Linked DNA regions of Sorghum bicolor: region 1 is linked to region 2. A link is a contact called in public HiCAR-type data. All regions are on one chromosome and are shown on one strand. The core of a region is the stretch at or near the end of the contact, and the rest is flanking DNA. Distances in the headings are between cores, read along the strand shown. Region 1 holds the start of LOC8076045 (DNA-directed RNA polymerase III subunit RPC10). Region 2 holds the start of LOC110434916 (ORM1-like protein 3).

Evidence for each region. HiCAR-type assays count read pairs that join an accessible place to other places.
Region 1: a HiCAR-type map of leaf shows a contact between it and region 2, with 3 times the contacts expected there. The contact joins the promoter of LOC8076045 here to the promoter of LOC110434916 in region 2. A contact is called at or near these places in 1 of 4 Hi-C or Micro-C datasets (leaf mesophyll) and 1 of 1 datasets of contacts at active chromatin or transcription factors (leaf).

Annotation. Positions count from the first base shown.
Region 1 is chr4:62,736,502-62,740,758 of Sorghum_bicolor_NCBIv3, reverse strand. It overlaps LOC8076045 (DNA-directed RNA polymerase III subunit RPC10), which reads left to right and starts at 2,840. Exons shown (of 3, transcript XM_002454447.2): 1 at 2,840-3,034; 2 at 3,157-3,244. The coding sequence starts at 2,921. It overlaps LOC8073912 (probable N6-adenosine-methyltransferase MT-A70-like), which reads left to right. Exons shown (of 7, transcript XM_002454448.2): 2 at 15-113; 3 at 687-770; 4 at 890-1,239; 5 at 1,607-1,823; 6 at 2,000-2,079; 7 at 2,180-2,670. The coding sequence ends at 2,372.
Region 2 is chr4:62,676,268-62,680,997 of Sorghum_bicolor_NCBIv3, reverse strand. It overlaps LOC110434916 (ORM1-like protein 3), which reads left to right and starts at 2,964. Exons shown (of 3, transcript XM_021459896.1): 1 at 2,964-3,491; 2 at 4,302-4,450. The coding sequence starts at 3,306. LOC8076042 (transcription factor bHLH157) reads left to right here. Exons shown (of 10, transcript XM_002454446.2): 9 at 1-7; 10 at 91-591. The coding sequence ends at 267.

The sequences.
Region 1 (4,257 bases), core at 1,591-4,090, 60 kb before region 2:
TTTCTTTCTTTCAGTTTAAAACAAAGGGTGGCTCCCAGCTGAAGGAATACTGTACCAACTTAACTAAAGAAGATTGCCGACGCCAAACAGGTTCTTTTGTGGCCTGTGATAAGGTCAGTGTTAATGTTCTTCTTGGCTTCCCTGCTTTGATAGTTTCTCTTCTTTTTGAAGAAAAAAAAAGCACACACCACGTTTAATGCCATCACTTTTATAAGAAATCAGTTTGTCCATTGACATTAACCACTTAGCCACAATTTTTTATGGCAAAGCTAGAATCTTTACTTAGTTATCGTAATCTTCAAAACCATCCTTTACCTTTAGTGCTTCGTTCTAGTTTTTAAAATGAGATCAAACTGGTAAGGACAAAATCTCAGTTCCATTTGTTTCTCGAAGTCAATGTCAGGAGAAATGGTTTATGTATGTTTATCTGCAAATTATTTAGAAACTTGGAAAGACGATAACTGATATTTTGTGGCAAACCTAAGTTAAATTATTTTCACACAGCGTGTGGCTATAACCTGCAAAAATAAGGTTTTACTTTGTTGGGAAATGTATCATTTTATTAACATCACACAATATGATTTTCTCATTTATATTCCTATGATTCATTGAATTCTTGGATCCCTCTCACATGGTTTTTAGGTATCACTGTCAATTTTTATGTAATTCTGTTTCACTGTGAGCAGGTCCATTTTCGTCGTATTATAGCTCCACATACTGATACAAACCTAGGAGATTGCTCTTTCCTAGACACATGCCGTCACACAAAGGTGATCATAGTGTTCTTTCTTGTGATATAATGTCCATGTATTTGTTTGAATTTTCTATCTATATTGTACAATGTCCAGACTTGCAAGTATGTATCTTACATATGTTCTACAATGTCCAGACTTGCAAGTATGTCCACTACGAGCTTGATCAAACACCAGATGTACCTCAAATGATGGCTGGTGCTGTCGCACCACCTAGGCAAATAAAGCCACAGAGAGCTGAATATTGTTCAGAAATAGAGCTTGGAGAATCGCAATGGATAAACTGTGACATTCGGAACTTCAGGATGGACATCTTAGGACAGTTTGGAGTAATTATGGCTGACCCCCCTTGGGATATTCATATGGAGCTACCATATGGCACAATGGCTGATGATGAAATGAGGACGCTTAATGTTCCAGCTTTGCAAACTGATGGTTTGATTTTTTTATGGGTCACTGGTCGTGCCATGGAACTTGGGCGTGAATGGTAAGTTTTCTGTTTTTGAACCTTTTTTTTTAGCTTTACTGTGACAACTAACAATATGTTTTATCCAACAAGATCTCAATGTCTGTTGAAGGGTTTTGATTCCATGCTTCATAAAATCATATCATATACTTGTTACTCAATGTAGATGATATGTGCCATATTGACAAAAATCATTACAACTTTTAGAAATGTTCCTTTACTCTTTGGTGTGCACTTTATTACAGCACAATGTCTTTATTTTTTTAGCTCCTCTTCTGATCTTTTTCTAGACCAATGGCCCTCTAGAGTCTCTAGATGTTACTTTCTGCATTTGGAAACCTGATATCTTTAATCTATTCACTGTGGCTTTTTTTTTTTCAATCCTCAGTCTGGAGTTGTGGGGTTACAAGCGTGTTGAAGAAATTATCTGGGTGAAGACCAATCAACTTCAACGTATCATTCGAACTGGCCGCACTGGCCATTGGTTGAATCACAGCAAAGAACATTGTCTTGTTGGAATAAAAGGAAACCCTTTAGTGAACAGGAATATAGATACCGATGTTATTGTTGCTGAAGTCCGTGAAACAAGCAGAAAACCTGATGAGGTATTAAATCTTTATTTAGCTACTATATGTTGCTTGCAAAAGCATTGTTTGATGCTTGCCTTTCCTCCAACAAAATTGCATATATCCCAAGGCAAAACTGAAAACTTAAGATTTTATTGCCTTTTGAAATGTGCCATTCAAGAACAGGATTGATGTTTCAAATCTGCCTTGTGCAGATGTACGCAATGCTAGAACGAATTAGCCCAAGGACAAGGAAGTTGGAACTGTTTGCAAGAATGCATAATACACAAGCTGGGTGCGGACTAATCGTTGCCTCTCTTCTTGGCCAAGTTTTCTGTCTCATTCTAACCAGATGCACACTATTATATTTCAACTTACATTTTTCTCCTGGGCAGATGGCTTTCACTGGGTAACCAATTACAAGGGGTAAGGCTTGTTGATGAAGGGTTGAGAGCAAGGTACAAGGCTGCTTACCCCGATGTTGAGGTCCAGCCACTGTCTCCTCCCAGGACAAGCGCACCAATGGATGTTGACCAAAGTAGTTCACAGAAGGCTGCTGCGCCAGATGGTGGCGAGAGGCCCGCCTGATGCTTGCAAACTTATTTGCAAGTCACCGTGTCAGGACCCACTACTGATCATATAGTTTTCATCACTGTTAGCGTTACCCCTGTTGTAAAATTAGGCAGCTCAGTTGTATTTGGTTACTGATGAGGATCGTTTCATAAGTATATCATGTGAAAGAAAATTGCACTGTAACAGCCCCAGCAAAATATTGCCACCAATGTAATCAGGGCCTATCTTGTCTTGTTTTCCAAATTCCAAGTGCATGTGTATGTCCAAAAATTGAAAGGAAATCTGCTTCTCTTTTGTGGGGGCAATAATCTTATTCCAAGTGCATATGTATGTCTAAAAATTGATAGTGTCCTCCCACGGCCCATCTTTTTGACACTCATGTTGCTCACCGGCCCATGATGTCATCGCCTGAGAGATCCGTCCAAAGTTCCAAACAACCCGGGCCAAGCCCAATAAGCCAGGGTTTTTGTCTCCGCCTCTCCGGAAAGGAAACCCCGACTATTCGGCGGGGGCACGCTGACGTCTGGAGCTCGGCGGCGGAGAAGGGCGGCAGGGGGAGGGCGATGGAATTCTGCCCGGTGTGTGGGATGCTGCTGCAGATCGATCCGGGCACCGCAAGCCACCGCCTGCGCCTCTTCTGCTCCGTCTGCCCCTACGTCTGCCCCATCCAGAACAAGGTCCATCGCCCAGTACCTCTTCCTCGCTGCAACCATTTTCTGTCTCGTTGCTCCCTGTCGTTCTGTTGCCTCGAATCGATCTGTGTCTGATGCGGTTCCTTTTTTCCTTCGTGGCGCCGCAGATTGTGAAGAAGGCGAGGTTGGTCAAGAAGGAGGTGGAGCCCATCTTCAGCACGGCGGACGAGATGAAGTCGGCCCCTAAGACCGCAGGTGAGCTATCCGCCCTGCTCTTCGTTACTCTGCTCAGTTTTCCGAAGTATGATGCGGTTCTTTCCCTAGGCGATTGCTTTGTTGTCTATTTGTTAACCATTGGGCATCGTTGGCATCATCTCTGAACTCTGGCCTTGAAGTTTTGAGTCAAAGCAAGTCAATACTATTGTAGTAGTGCTGAGTTTTGTTTTTTCTTTACGTCCCCCACCGGTTTCCATTAAGAAGAACTTCTCACGCAGCTCGAAAAAACCCCCGAACCCTGGCCCCACCCATATACAGCGGCACCTGCATCCCCGTGAGACGGGACGGCCACAGACCTGTACTTTGGAGTGGGACAAGCGAGGGGATTTTTATTACCCCCAGGCCTGAAAATTCGCCCCCAAGGGGGATCGAACTCAGGACCTGAGGGGTGCCGCCGGAATCCTCTAACCAGATCAGCTAGAGGTCCTTTGGCTTAAAAAAGAATACATCCAAAGCAAGAGAAGATGGGGTGAGACATTGTGTCGATCAACATCTTGCCTCTGCTGTGCGTGGCGCCATGTCTTCTTCATCTTGCTTCATATCCTCCTACTCATCTTCCTCCTCAGATCCAGGGAAACTGGATAGAGGGTTTGCTCGGTGAGGAAGGAGTCAACATCACTGGTATGGAAGCAGAAAATGCCGGTGGATGGACAGCATTCCTCCCGCTCCTGAGCTGGCGAAGTCTGAGCCACAGTGTCCAGTGGAGACAATGACCGAATCGTTTTTCTTTTTGGAAGGAGAAGGGGAAGGGGAGAGGGGGGGGGGGGTGAGAGAGAGATGGTGAGATGATAAGATCAAAGCATATCATGTTTCTTACTAGCTTCATCCTGCCCACTTTTAGTTTTCAAACTTAAATCAGATTAGGTATTGTATCTGCTGAGTGCAGATAAGAAACCTGAAACCTTAAAATTTTGTGTTAAAAAATATTCACTACTTATCAAGGATCAAGGAGTATTAAATCAGATGTTTTTAGGAAATATTCAAATCAGATG
Region 2 (4,730 bases), core at 1,715-4,214:
TGTTGAGGTAAAGGAACTCTTATTTTAGGATGTTTTTACTTTTATGGCGCGTTCTCGGCTGACAGTCTTTGTGTGTTGGTGGTTTTACAGGCAAACAAGAACGTGACGAGAATGGATATATTTTTATCGCTTGTTCAGTTACTGCAGCAGAACAGCCTCAATCGATCTTCGGATCAGCTAACTAAGGTCATGAACAATGGCATTCTATCTTTTGCGGAGCACCAACAACCTCCTGTATCAATTCCGGTTGGCCTTGCTGGGAGATAGCAATTGCCACAAATAATTCTTGTAGACCATATTTCAACAAATGTTAATGGATAAAGCTTGGAGCTCTGATTAGTGCTTGGTGATGGCCTTCAAGTGTTGATAGAAGTGACAACTGATAAGGATGTAGCAAACACACATTGCGGTGTCTGAAGAAAATTCAGTTAGAAGATGTACAGATTCTCATGTAATGGGTTTAGGAACATTGATGTTCTCGCTTGTAATTTGGACACTGGTGTGAGGTTGCTTATTATGTTGTTTAGTTGGTGTGAGGTTGCTTATGTTATTGTGTCAAAAAAACAATATCAACACATTATTTGGTGCAAACGTAAAAGCTGAACGCCTAGGGAAGACTCGGCAACTACGCCCCTAGTGGGCTTAGCGTCACATTCAGTCCAAAACCCGGCCCAAGAAAAGAAAGAAAGCGGGAGGCGGAAGTAGATGGCGGCATAGCGCTGGCCACGTACTGCCCGGAATCCTCTCTCGTAGTTCCAAAAAGTTTTTAGTTCTGATCAAAAAAAAAAAGTTTTTAGTTTTAACTACTATAGTAATTTTATTTTATTTAATAATTAGTATTTAATCATAAATTAATTAAGTTTAAAAGATTTGTCTCGTGATTTATAGACAAACTGTTCAATTTAGAAGATTCGATGTGAAGGGTAAAGAAATTTTAGGTGTGAAACTAAGGGCATGTTTGGTACAGCTCACAACATACCAAACACTTATTTCTAAAACAACTTCATGGGTGAAGCTGTTTTTCTTCTCTCATAGAGACATGAGTTGGGATTAAGCTGAAAAAATGTACCTTATTGCAGCTCTCTCCCTCATTTCTCTCTCTCATCTATGCATGAAGTAGTTGGTGAAGTTATTTTACCAAACACTTTATCCAAAACAGCTCAGCTTCATCTAGAAAGTTACTCATAAAACTATTTTCTAAAAAAACAACTTTACTAATGTGCCAAACAAACCATAAACAAGACCTGAATCTGTCACCCCCGTGGCCACTGGTGGTGAGGACCGGGACATGAGGAGGAAGACGATGATGCTCTCACTACCACTTGAATGCATCGGTGGTTTAGACTAATGTTTTATTTGCACTGTACTGAATATCAACGCATTGCCCGAATCCTGGTGGCAGTCAGAGTCCAGGAACCGGTCCAGAAATTGACCTAGACTAGTCTCCATAGTCCGTCCCACCGTTATGGAACGAAGCCGTATATTTTTAGTGTCGCTTGCGGCTGGCCCTTCTTGACTCTATCAACCGGCTGCGGTTGACAACTTTGCCTGGCAGAAGAGGAGGGAGCAGACTCGAATTCTTGATGACACTAGGCCTCGGCGACTACCGAGACTGGCCTGACAGTTAGACACAACTATCTAATCTAAATTATAAGGCGTTTTGATGTTTCTAATTCATAGCATTTGCTATATAACGAGACATAATATATATATTTAAGTATATAACAAAAGTTATAGAAAAATCAAAACATCCCTTAATCAAAACATCCGCTGCCCACGGCCTTCGACTCGAAACAGTTAATGATCCCTCCTTTTCAAGTGATAAGATTTTTTTGTAATATATACTTTTTACTATGTACTTAGACATATATGTAGAGATATATAATAAAAATAATGTATCTAAAAAAATCAAAATATCTTATAATTTAAAATAGATGTAGTATAAGGTTTAGATTCTAAGAATGACATATATTGAGTTTTTGGTAATCAAGATGGTTTCAAAACGAAAATTTATAAAAATATAAAGTTGTAGTTCTATCGTTCTCTAAAATCTTGATCCGAGCTCGTATGGATTTTTTTTAAAATTTTTAAAGCACGTCAAAATTAACAGCAAGAAAGAAATTACATCCGTTCACTTGGACATATGAATTAGCATGGGTGTATTAATTCTGTAATTTCTGTTGGGACTATTTATTTTTTTGAAAGATGAATTTACAATAAAACATTTATAAATATAAAAATTCTATTACCAATGCGTCTGTGCCAGCCTCGGCCCCACGCAATAAATTCACACATAAGGCTGTCTCCAACAGGAGACTTATTTGGGAACCCAAATCTAAAATGGGTCTCCAACACAATAACTATAGTCTCCAACAGAGTACCTATACAGAAAACCCATTTTGGGTATCAGGAGAGGCATAACCCAAATTTGGGTATCCTCTCTCCTCGAGACACATTTGCAGAGAGTGTTGTCTTTTAGATCTTGTTGTTGGAGAAGATTAAAAATAGTTATGGAACCTTTTACCTGTAGCGCTACCCAAAGGACAAATAGGTCTTGTATTTTGGGTGATGATTGTTGGAGATAGTCTAATATACAAACAAAACTCTACAATTTTTTAGCCAAATATTTGCTACTATTATATATGAATTTATTGCTAAATATTACTCCAAATATATAACAAACAAACAAAACTCTTCAAATTTTTTACGCCAGGGGCAGAACAGTCTTTTTATTGTTCATTTAACACCGTTAACTACTGAAAACAGACGGAAGCCCGTAGAACTAATAAAAATTTATTTCAAGATTAAGTTCAAAAATAAAAAAAGAGCCATTTTTTTTCAAGCCCATACGAGTAAATCTCTCCTCGTTAAAACAGGCCGAAACCGTGCCCGGCCCACGAGAGCCCATAATCAGTCGCCTCCCTCCATCTTTGACCCAGTCGTCCGTGACGACGTCGTGTTTTCTTCCTTGGGCAGTCTCCTCTCCACGCGCCCGCTCCTGTTCGCCGTCCTCTTCCTTCCTCCATCTCACCCGTCCCTCTCACCGCCTCGTTAATTTTTCGCCCCCATCTTTGAACGCCGCGGCTCCAACCTCCCTCCCTCCCTCCCTCCTCGTCCCCTCCGATCCCGCACCTATAAATCCCGCCACCGCAGCCGCCACAGCGGACCGCAAGCACGCAACCACACAGCTCGTTGCTGCTCCCGTCTGTCCCCCCACCGTGTCCTGCCGTTCTCCCGTCGCCGGGGGCGGAAGGGTTCGTCGAGGCCGGCGGGCCGGCGATTAGGGATTGCTCGGGAGCCCCGGGATGGCGAAGCTGTACGTGCAGGCGTTCCCGCCCGCGGATCTGAACAAGAACACCGAGTGGTTCATGTACCCGGGCGTCTGGACGACCTACATCCTCATCGTCTTCTTCTCCTGGCTCCTCGTCCTCTCCGTCTTCGGCTGCACCCCTGGCACCGCGTGGACCGTCGTCAACCTCTTCCACTTCGCGGTAACCGCCTCTTCCGATTCCTCTCAAGCCCCAAGCCGTCCCCTCCCGCCTCGTACGTGCGTGCGGAGTTCCCATTTGCTGCTGAAATTCTGATCATGGATCTGAACCCCTCCAGAGGCTGTAAACAATGCTTCGGTCCGTCCAGCGCGGGCGTTAATGTGCTGATGCTATCTGCGTACAAAGCTTTGCTTCGTGCTCCCTCAATTGGACTGATAGGACATCCAATATATAGATAGGAGTTAGTTTCGGTGCGTCCACTTGGCAGAATTGCTTCACCAAAATTCGCGTAAAGTTGAACATTGGCTGCTAGCTTATATGAATTTCAGGATACTTCAGCATTCAAGTTTGGTTAGTTCTGGTGACCATATAGCTAACAACAGAACCATATATTTTTTTGTGTACATCAATCGGGTAAAGCATATCGTATACAAGCATAGTTCGTAAATTTGTAATGTCTGAAGGCCAAATAACACGAATATCAGCACCGATGATGTTGCTACATGTTTTGTTAGCTTGCCTAGTAGTATGTACTCTGACATATCACTTTTAGTATGTTTTTGCCTCAGATAACGAATTCCTCATTATAGGATTAATAACATTGCAAATTGATCTCAGGACTCTCACTTTGTTAGCCTATATGTGTTTTTAATGTTCCCTATCTTCATTGAAACTAAAGCAAAGGGAACATATTAGGTACTGTTGGTACAGGGTTTGGTTTCTTGAATTTTCCTGTACTATCTGTTAAACATGTCTCTAAGCAACTTTGTCCAAATAACACTTGCCATCTGGAATGTGAATCCTATTTTTCAGATCACATACCACTTTTTCCATTGGAAGAAAGGAACACCTTTTGCTGATGACCAGGGAATGTACAACGGATTGACTTGGTGGGAACAAATGGACAATGGCAAACAGCTTACTCGCAATAGGAAGTTCCTCATTGTTGTTCCTGTAGTCCTGTAAGTGCTGCCCATCGTATTTCTCTGTTCAATTTCATTTTCATTCTCTATGGCTATGTTTAGGAGAAATATTATGTGATACTTACACTCAAAATGTTTTGTCGACCCAGAACGCAATATCATGAGAGATATTTGAAACCGCTAAACGACTCCCTCTGTCCAGAAACGATAGTCGTATTCGACTAGAAGAAAAGTCCAAGTTTATAATTTTGATCAGTAGTTAGTCAAATTATATGCAAGTTTAGAGCATAAAAACTTGCATCAATAGATTTGCATTCAA